Regions from separate parts of the Sus scrofa genome. Here region 2 is linked to region 1. The links are chromatin contacts, called in public Hi-C maps. All regions are on one chromosome and are shown on one strand. The core of a region is the stretch at or near the end of the contact, and the rest is flanking DNA. Distances in the headings are between cores, read along the strand shown. Region 1 overlaps AGAP1 (arf-GAP with GTPase, ANK repeat and PH domain-containing protein 1). Region 2 overlaps AGAP1 (arf-GAP with GTPase, ANK repeat and PH domain-containing protein 1).

The links. Hi-C and Micro-C count contacts between places; a contact is called where the count stands out from the background.
Region 2: a Hi-C map of subcutaneous adipose tissue shows a contact between it and region 1, with 3 times the contacts expected there. The contact joins two enhancer-like sites. A contact is called at or near these places in 2 of 5 promoter capture datasets (fetal liver and liver), 26 of 47 Hi-C or Micro-C datasets (adipose tissue, alveolar macrophages, blood and 16 more) and 2 of 2 datasets of contacts at active chromatin or transcription factors (alveolar macrophages and skeletal muscle).

Annotation. Positions count from the first base shown.
Region 1 is chr15:135,535,565-135,538,923 of Sscrofa11.1, forward strand. The region is part of intron 1 of AGAP1 (arf-GAP with GTPase, ANK repeat and PH domain-containing protein 1); the gene reads left to right. Among named protein-coding and RNA genes, the nearest start is that of AGAP1, 95 kb to the left of the region's middle. Within about 2 kb of position 1,812, at least 9 of the 83 cell types and tissues checked have an H3K27ac peak or open chromatin away from gene starts, as enhancers often do. A contact at or near this core is called in adipose tissue, omental adipose tissue, retroperitoneal adipose tissue and 1 more, where this site is marked.
Region 2 is chr15:135,656,914-135,660,136 of Sscrofa11.1, forward strand. AGAP1 (arf-GAP with GTPase, ANK repeat and PH domain-containing protein 1) reads left to right here. Exons shown (of 20, transcript XM_021075538.1): 6 at 1,380-1,521. Among named protein-coding and RNA genes, the nearest start is that of AGAP1, 220 kb to the left of the region's middle. Within about 2 kb of position 1,523, at least 16 of the 83 cell types and tissues checked have an H3K27ac peak or open chromatin away from gene starts, as enhancers often do. A contact at or near this core is called in adipose tissue, omental adipose tissue, retroperitoneal adipose tissue and 1 more, where this site is marked.

The DNA.
Region 1 (3,359 bases), core at 562-3,061:
AAATGGGCAAAGGACATTTTCCCAAAGAAAACATGCAGAGGGTGAACAGGTGCGTGAAAAGATGCTCCCCATCCCTGGTCCTCAGGGAAAGCATGACAGTGAGATGCCGCCTCCACTTGTTCAAATGGCTTTTATCAAAATGGCAAGAGGCGGACATTGGAGAGGGCGAGGGGAAGAGCCAACTGTCCTGCACTGTTGGGAATGGAAATTGGTGCGGCCGCTATGGAAACCCGTATAGAGACTCCTCAGACAATTAAAAGTAGAACCACCATGTGATCAATAATCCCACTTCGGAGGCCTGTGTACCAAGGAAATGAAAGCAGTGTGTAGAAGAGGTGGCTGTTTGGAGTTCCTGTCGTGGCGCAGTGGAGATGAATCCAACTAGAAACCGTGAGGTTGCGAGTTTGATCCCTGGCCTCGCTCAGTGGGTTAAGGATCTGGCCTTGCCGTGAGCTGTGGTGTAGGTTGCAAACACGGCACAGATCAGGGTTGCTGTGGCTGTGGTATAGGCTGGTAACTGTAGCTCTGATTGAACCCTTAGTCTGGGAACTTCCATGTGCTGTGGGTGCGCCCTAAAAGACAAAAAGTGAAAAAAAGAGAGAGATGGCTGTTCCCCTATGTTCATTGCAGCATGGTTGACAGTAGCCATGACATGGAAGCAACGTACCTACCCATGGATGGATGAATGGATAAAGAAAATGTGGTATATGCACAATGGAATATTATTCAGCCATGAAAAAGGAAGCCCTGCCTTTCGCAGAAACATGGATGAACCTGGAGGGCATTGTGCTGAGATCAGAAACAAATACAGTATGAACTCACTTGTATGTAGAGTCACAAAAAACTGAACTTGTGGAAACAGAACGGGTTGGCGGTTGCTAGGGCCGATTGGGGCGATGTTGGTTAAAGGGTACAGACCTTGAGCTGTTAGATGAGTGAGTCCTGGGATCGAATGTGTAGTGTGGGGGCTTACCAGTCCTGTATCCTGTGCTCCAAAGGTGTTAAGACAGTAGATCCTAAATGTTCTCACCGGGCAAAAAGGGCAACTGTGTGATGGATGGAGGTGCTGACTCCCCTGCTGTGTCATGGTTTTACAGTATCTGTGTGTATCGGATCACTGTATTATAAATGTTAAACTCACATTATCTGTCAATGATATCTCGATAAAGCCAGGGGAGAAGAAACTGGAGGGCCGCCTGTGGGCATCACTCCCACAGGATCCTTTAGGGACCTCACTTGTTCTGCCCGGCCACCCCTTGGCTGGCAGGCTTGGCTTCTCCTCTGAGATGAGAAGGCACCGCTCCCTAGGATACTCCACAAAAGGAGCACCGGCCTGCGGCTGGCACCTGCTGGAGTCGAGGTCAGGAAGATGGGGCGGGATCTTGTGGGTGGGTGGGGACAATGCCGTACCCGGGACACAGAGGCGGCAGAGGCCACAGTGGGCCAAGAAAGCGAGGAAAATCCATCTGTGTAACTGACTCAGGCCGGTGCCGGTGTCGAGCGGAGGTTTGGAAACGGGTGATTCTTCCGGACGACTTTTAAGAAAACGAATAGGCATAAATTGCAGCCACAGTAAACCTCAGGCTGCCAACCTCAGAGCGCTAGAAATAGCCCCCAGGGAGCGCCCCCACCCCTTTGTAGTCAGTTGGGTGTTATTCAGCAAATAAAGGTTCAAGTCCTGTGCCTCACATCCAGAAAAGCCACGAGAATGGAAATACTCTGTAACTCATTTGGCAGCAAAGCCAGACCTGCCTGATGACTTAACACAAGGCGGTGGTGGCCTCTGCTTACCCCTCTGCCTGTGACGACTGGCGTTTCTCTGCGCCTGGCTCTGGGCTGCCCCAGTAAGGGCGGGGCACGAGGTTACTTCTCTGTGGTCTCAAGTCCCCCCCTTGCCCGTGTGGCCATCCCACCTGCCGGCTGGTGGGCACATCATCTCAACTGGTGGGCACATCATCTTCTCAGCTGTTCAGGCCCCAAACCTGGGTAATGCACAGCACTCCCCTTGGTCTCACCATCCCCCCACATCTGGTCAGGCCAGGACAACCCCGCCCTGGTTCCCTCCTCCTGAAGCCCCTCCCACCGTCGCACCCCTCCTGCGGGGCCGGTCCCCTTGCTTTCACCCTTCCTGCAGGGGGCTGTTCTCAAGAGCTTCCAGGTGAGGTATAAAACTCATCCGTCACGTCGCTGCAGAGCTTTGCATATGCGCAGTGGCCTCTGTGTGCCCAGGACAGACGCCGGAGGCCCCACCAAGTCCCGGGAGCCCATCTGTCTTGCGCCTGCTCTTGAGCACAGAATGGTTTTTATGGTTAAGTTCTTGGGGAAAAAAAAAATCAAAAGACAAATATTTTGCAACATGTGAAGTTCACATTTCAGCATCTGCATTAAGTCACAGCCACGCCAGTGACTTAGGGACCTGCTGTGGTTCGTGTGGCGTCATCAGGGTTGTCTTTGAGACCGAGGCCTTCCGGACACCCTTGAGGGTTTCCTGGCCTGAAAAACCTCAGCTGTTTGCTGTCTGGGGCCTGACGGGAGAGCGGTGCCAGCCCTGCTCCAGCCTCCACTCCAGCCAGGCCGCCTCTTCCTCCCTGTGCCTGCTCTGGGCTTGGGCTCGGCTGTGCCCTCTGCCTGGAGAGCCCTTCCTCCTGCCCCGGTCCCTTCCTTCAAGTCTGGCTCCCCCTCCCTCCCAGCTCGGCACCGTGCTGGATCCCCCTCACCCACCCCACCCTCCGCAGCCCCTCCGGTCCTGGTTTCCAGCACCGTCCCTTTGGACACACTCACTGCGCGTGTTTCTCTGCTGCCGCGCTGCCGCTGGACTCTGAGTCCCGAGGACCCAGGTCTTTGCCTCTTTGGACCCAGACACCAAGATCAGAAAGGCTTTTCAGCCTCTTGGGGAATCTGGTTATAGCCCATAACAGCCTGCCCTGAGATCGGGCGCCCCCATTTTTGATGAAAGCAGAATTGGTTTTCATGAGCTCAGTTTCCTCCTCTAGTGGGGCGGGCTGGTGAGACGGCATTCCTGATGGGGAGGGAGTTCTCAACAGTTTGGAGACCAAGTCCTGCTTCGATGAGACCCTCAGCAGGGCTTGTGGTCTGAATGTCCAGTATCACATCCAGAATGAGCCTTTTTCTGGAAGAGAGAATTGGGCATCGCAGTGAATCTTGCAAATGACCGAGAGAATCACAGGCCAGTCCTAGGCGAGTGATAGCAGAAGCACTTACTGATGCCATGGAGTTTCAAAACAGGAAGCAGTGGAGTTCCCTGGTGGGTCAGCAGGTTAAAGAATCTGGTGTGGTCACTGCTGTGGCTGTGGCATGGGTTTGATCCCTGGCCCTGGCACTTCTGCATGGCATTGGTG
Region 2 (3,223 bases), core at 273-2,772, 120 kb after region 1:
TCCTAGAGAAGAGGGGGAGCGGCCGTGCCAGCCTGGGTCCTGCACCTGGAGAGGGCTCAGCCATCCCAGGGTTACTGTTCTTGGGGCGGGGGGGGGGCTCTTTCTTATTTAATTGCATGCTTATCATCTGAACTTGAGGTTTTTTTATGTTTGTTACGTGATGTTTCCACACGTTAGCTGAATATGCTTTTCTTTCATCTGTGGACGTCAGAGCTTAACCCACCAACCGTTTCCCCCAGTCTTATCAGAGCTGAAGCCTTGGCCGTCAACACGTATGTGGCGCTGCAGCTTCTTTTAGAGAAAGCATGCGGGATTTTTTTATTTTTTCCATTTTCCCTTGGGTCTTTCATCGACGGGAAGGGGCCCAGACTGTTCCTTGGCGCCGCCTGTGTGACTCTGGGAAGCTCCCGAGCTTCCAGGCCCCTCCGTTCCCGTGGCTCCAGCTTCACAGGTGGTTACCGAGATAAGGGGGCCTGAGGGTATGGTTATTTGCCAGAAAGAGGCTCTCGTGGAAGTGCAGCTGGATGCAGGTGAAACAAGAACAAAATGACGAGAGGCAGGCCTTTCAGTCCCCCCCCCCGCCCCCCGAATGGTGCTCCTCTTGTGCAGCGGCTCTGTGAGCGGCTCTGGCAATAAGTAATAATTTCCTGCAAGGCTGCCATAAGAAATGGGTGGCAGCTGGAGTTCCCATTGTGGCTCAGTGGATTTAGAACCTGACATAGCGTCCGTGAGGATGTGGGTTCGATCCCTGGCCTCGCTTGTGGGTTTAAGATGCGGTGTTGCTTGCAAACTGTTGCCTAGGTTGCAGATGCAGCTCAGGTCTGGCGTGGCTGTGGCTGTGGCTGGGATGTAGGCCCCAGGTGCACCTGCAGGTGTGGCCCTAAACAGAACGACAAGACACGGGCGGCAGGCGGTCTTTACCACAAAGGCCTCCTGTGTGGACGGAGGAGTCGCCCTGGAGGTGGAGGGTTTCTGAGCGGTGGGCGCCCAGAGGCCGGGCCGCATCTCAGGGTCTGGCGAGGCCTCCTGGGCCGGGGGCTCTGTGGGGGACTGAGTGGGAGACAGGGAGCCATAGGGTCCCCCCCGTGCCCGTGTCCAGATCGGCTTGGGCGCGAGCGGGGTTTGCTTTCCGAGTCAGGATAGCGGGTGGACATTCCGTGGGGCGGAGTGTCTGGTTCTCCTCTGGGGACGGCGTGGCCTGGGCGGGAAGGGGCCGAGGGCCCCGTTCCAGGCAGCATGTGACAGCGGAAGCTGGGCGTCAGACGTGGCCCGGCCAAAGGCGGCACTGCCAGCCTTACATCCTGTGCTCACCAAGGGGACCCGAGGCTGCCCCTGCCCCTCTGTGTGCCCCCCTCTCACCCGCCTCCTTTTCTCCCCAGTTTGCCATGTGGGTGGACGCTGTCATATTTGTCTTCAGCTTGGAGGACGAGATAAGCTTCCAGACCGTCTACCACTACTACAGCCGGATGGCCAACTACCGCAGCACGAGCGAGATCCCTCTGGTCCTCGTGGGGACCCAGGGTGAGTGGTGGCCGCTCACGGGGCGGGGGTGTCCTCCAGGGGCTCCGCGCTTGAGCAGTAAGTGGACGCATGGCCCGTGCTTTCAGAGGGGAGGGGTTTGGAAACGGCCTAAAGAGGAAATGAGTTCCTGCTGGAGGCTCCCTTTTTACGGGGAGCCTCCCGGCAACTGAAATTGTCACATGGCCTGATTTGATGCTCTCAAGAAATCACTTAGCAACTTCAAAACAGAACACGTGCCCCCACAACCCCTCAGCACGTTAGGAAAAAAGACAGTCTGACTTCTGTATTAGGCTACCCGAATCTCTCTGTTATAACCCCGTTTATAAGCAACCTCAGAGGTTGCCTTTGCCCTGTTCAGATATTATTGATTTCTGATATATTGCAGAATTTCCTTTTCTTCTGCTCTATTTCTCCATGTCTTATGCTCTAGATCTTATTTTGAATCTTGCCGGTCCCTCAGAGAGCATGGACTCTTAACCACGTGGGGATGTTTTGTGGGTTTTTTCTAGGTCATTTAAAACCTGGCCTCTTGGTAAAGTGACCTCACTTACAGGACCCTGGTTCTTGATCCTGGATTCGTTCACTGCTGTACTGGCGTCTGCCGTTGGGAGCTTAACCACGGGATCACACAGAGTGTTTTTAAAAAAGCCCATGAAGGCTAACTTGAAAACGGCTTTGTCAGAGAGATGAGGAACTGAAAAAATAATCACGTCCAGAAGCACTGGATTATCCCTTCATTTGTGGGGGAGGGGGTTGTTCAGCTTCTATTTTTGGTTAATTCCTTTAGAAGTAGCACATCTGCTCTGTCCTTGTCTGCCCCGAGGTATTAGCTGTCTTGAACAGGCAGGAACAGTTAGCTGTGTGGTGGCACCAGGTCTGATGGCGCTGAGAGCTGGCTGGTCCCCTGCCCTGCCAGGAATCTGCACAGATAAAAGGCGTCATGGGGCGGGTGTGGGTTTGGGGAGAAAAAGCAACTATGGAATAAAGACACCTGCTCAGTGCTGGCGGTGGACTGTTAGAGCTGGGTTTTCATGGAGAGCACCTCACTGCCCCACCCCACCCCACCCCCCTTTTTTTTTTTAGCATTTATATCATGGCTGGTGGTCTCAGGACGGAACCCTTCAGAGCAGAGGTGGATTTAGTCGAAAATGGATAGACTTTTTTTTAGGCCCAAAGCGCCCTCTTGTGGTCACAGGGAAACACAAGCTTGCCTGTGCAAAGCCCTCAGTTCCTGCTCTGCTGTGCAGAATTGGCGTGTTTGAGTTGGCCTCCGGAATATTCTTAATAATCAATATTTTATAGGGGGCAGCTGGTCTAACGCAGATCTTCCTTAAAGCTGCCTTGAAACCGAGGCCGTCGGTTTCCTGTAAGTGGCTCTCCCTGTAGGCCTGCCCAGGGCATTTCTGCGCAAGAGCAGAGTCTGTGTGGGCAGCTCCTTATCAGGTCAGGGCGTTTGTGTTCAGGGCTCTTTCTGCTGGAGACGCACCTGGATAAAGAGCAGGTGTGTTTTCAGTGTGGGCTGGAGCAGGTGGATGCCTTGTTGCCTTCCTCACAAAGCCGTGTTTAGGGCAGCAGGCAGTGGCGGGTTTGAGGCCCCTGCTTTGAGGTCCTGCAGAGCCGCTTCTCGGCCTCCAGGCTGTGTCGTCAGGTGCCAGGCCTCGCAGGGAGGAGGTGCCGTAAGGCCGTGGGAGCAGCCGCGGGC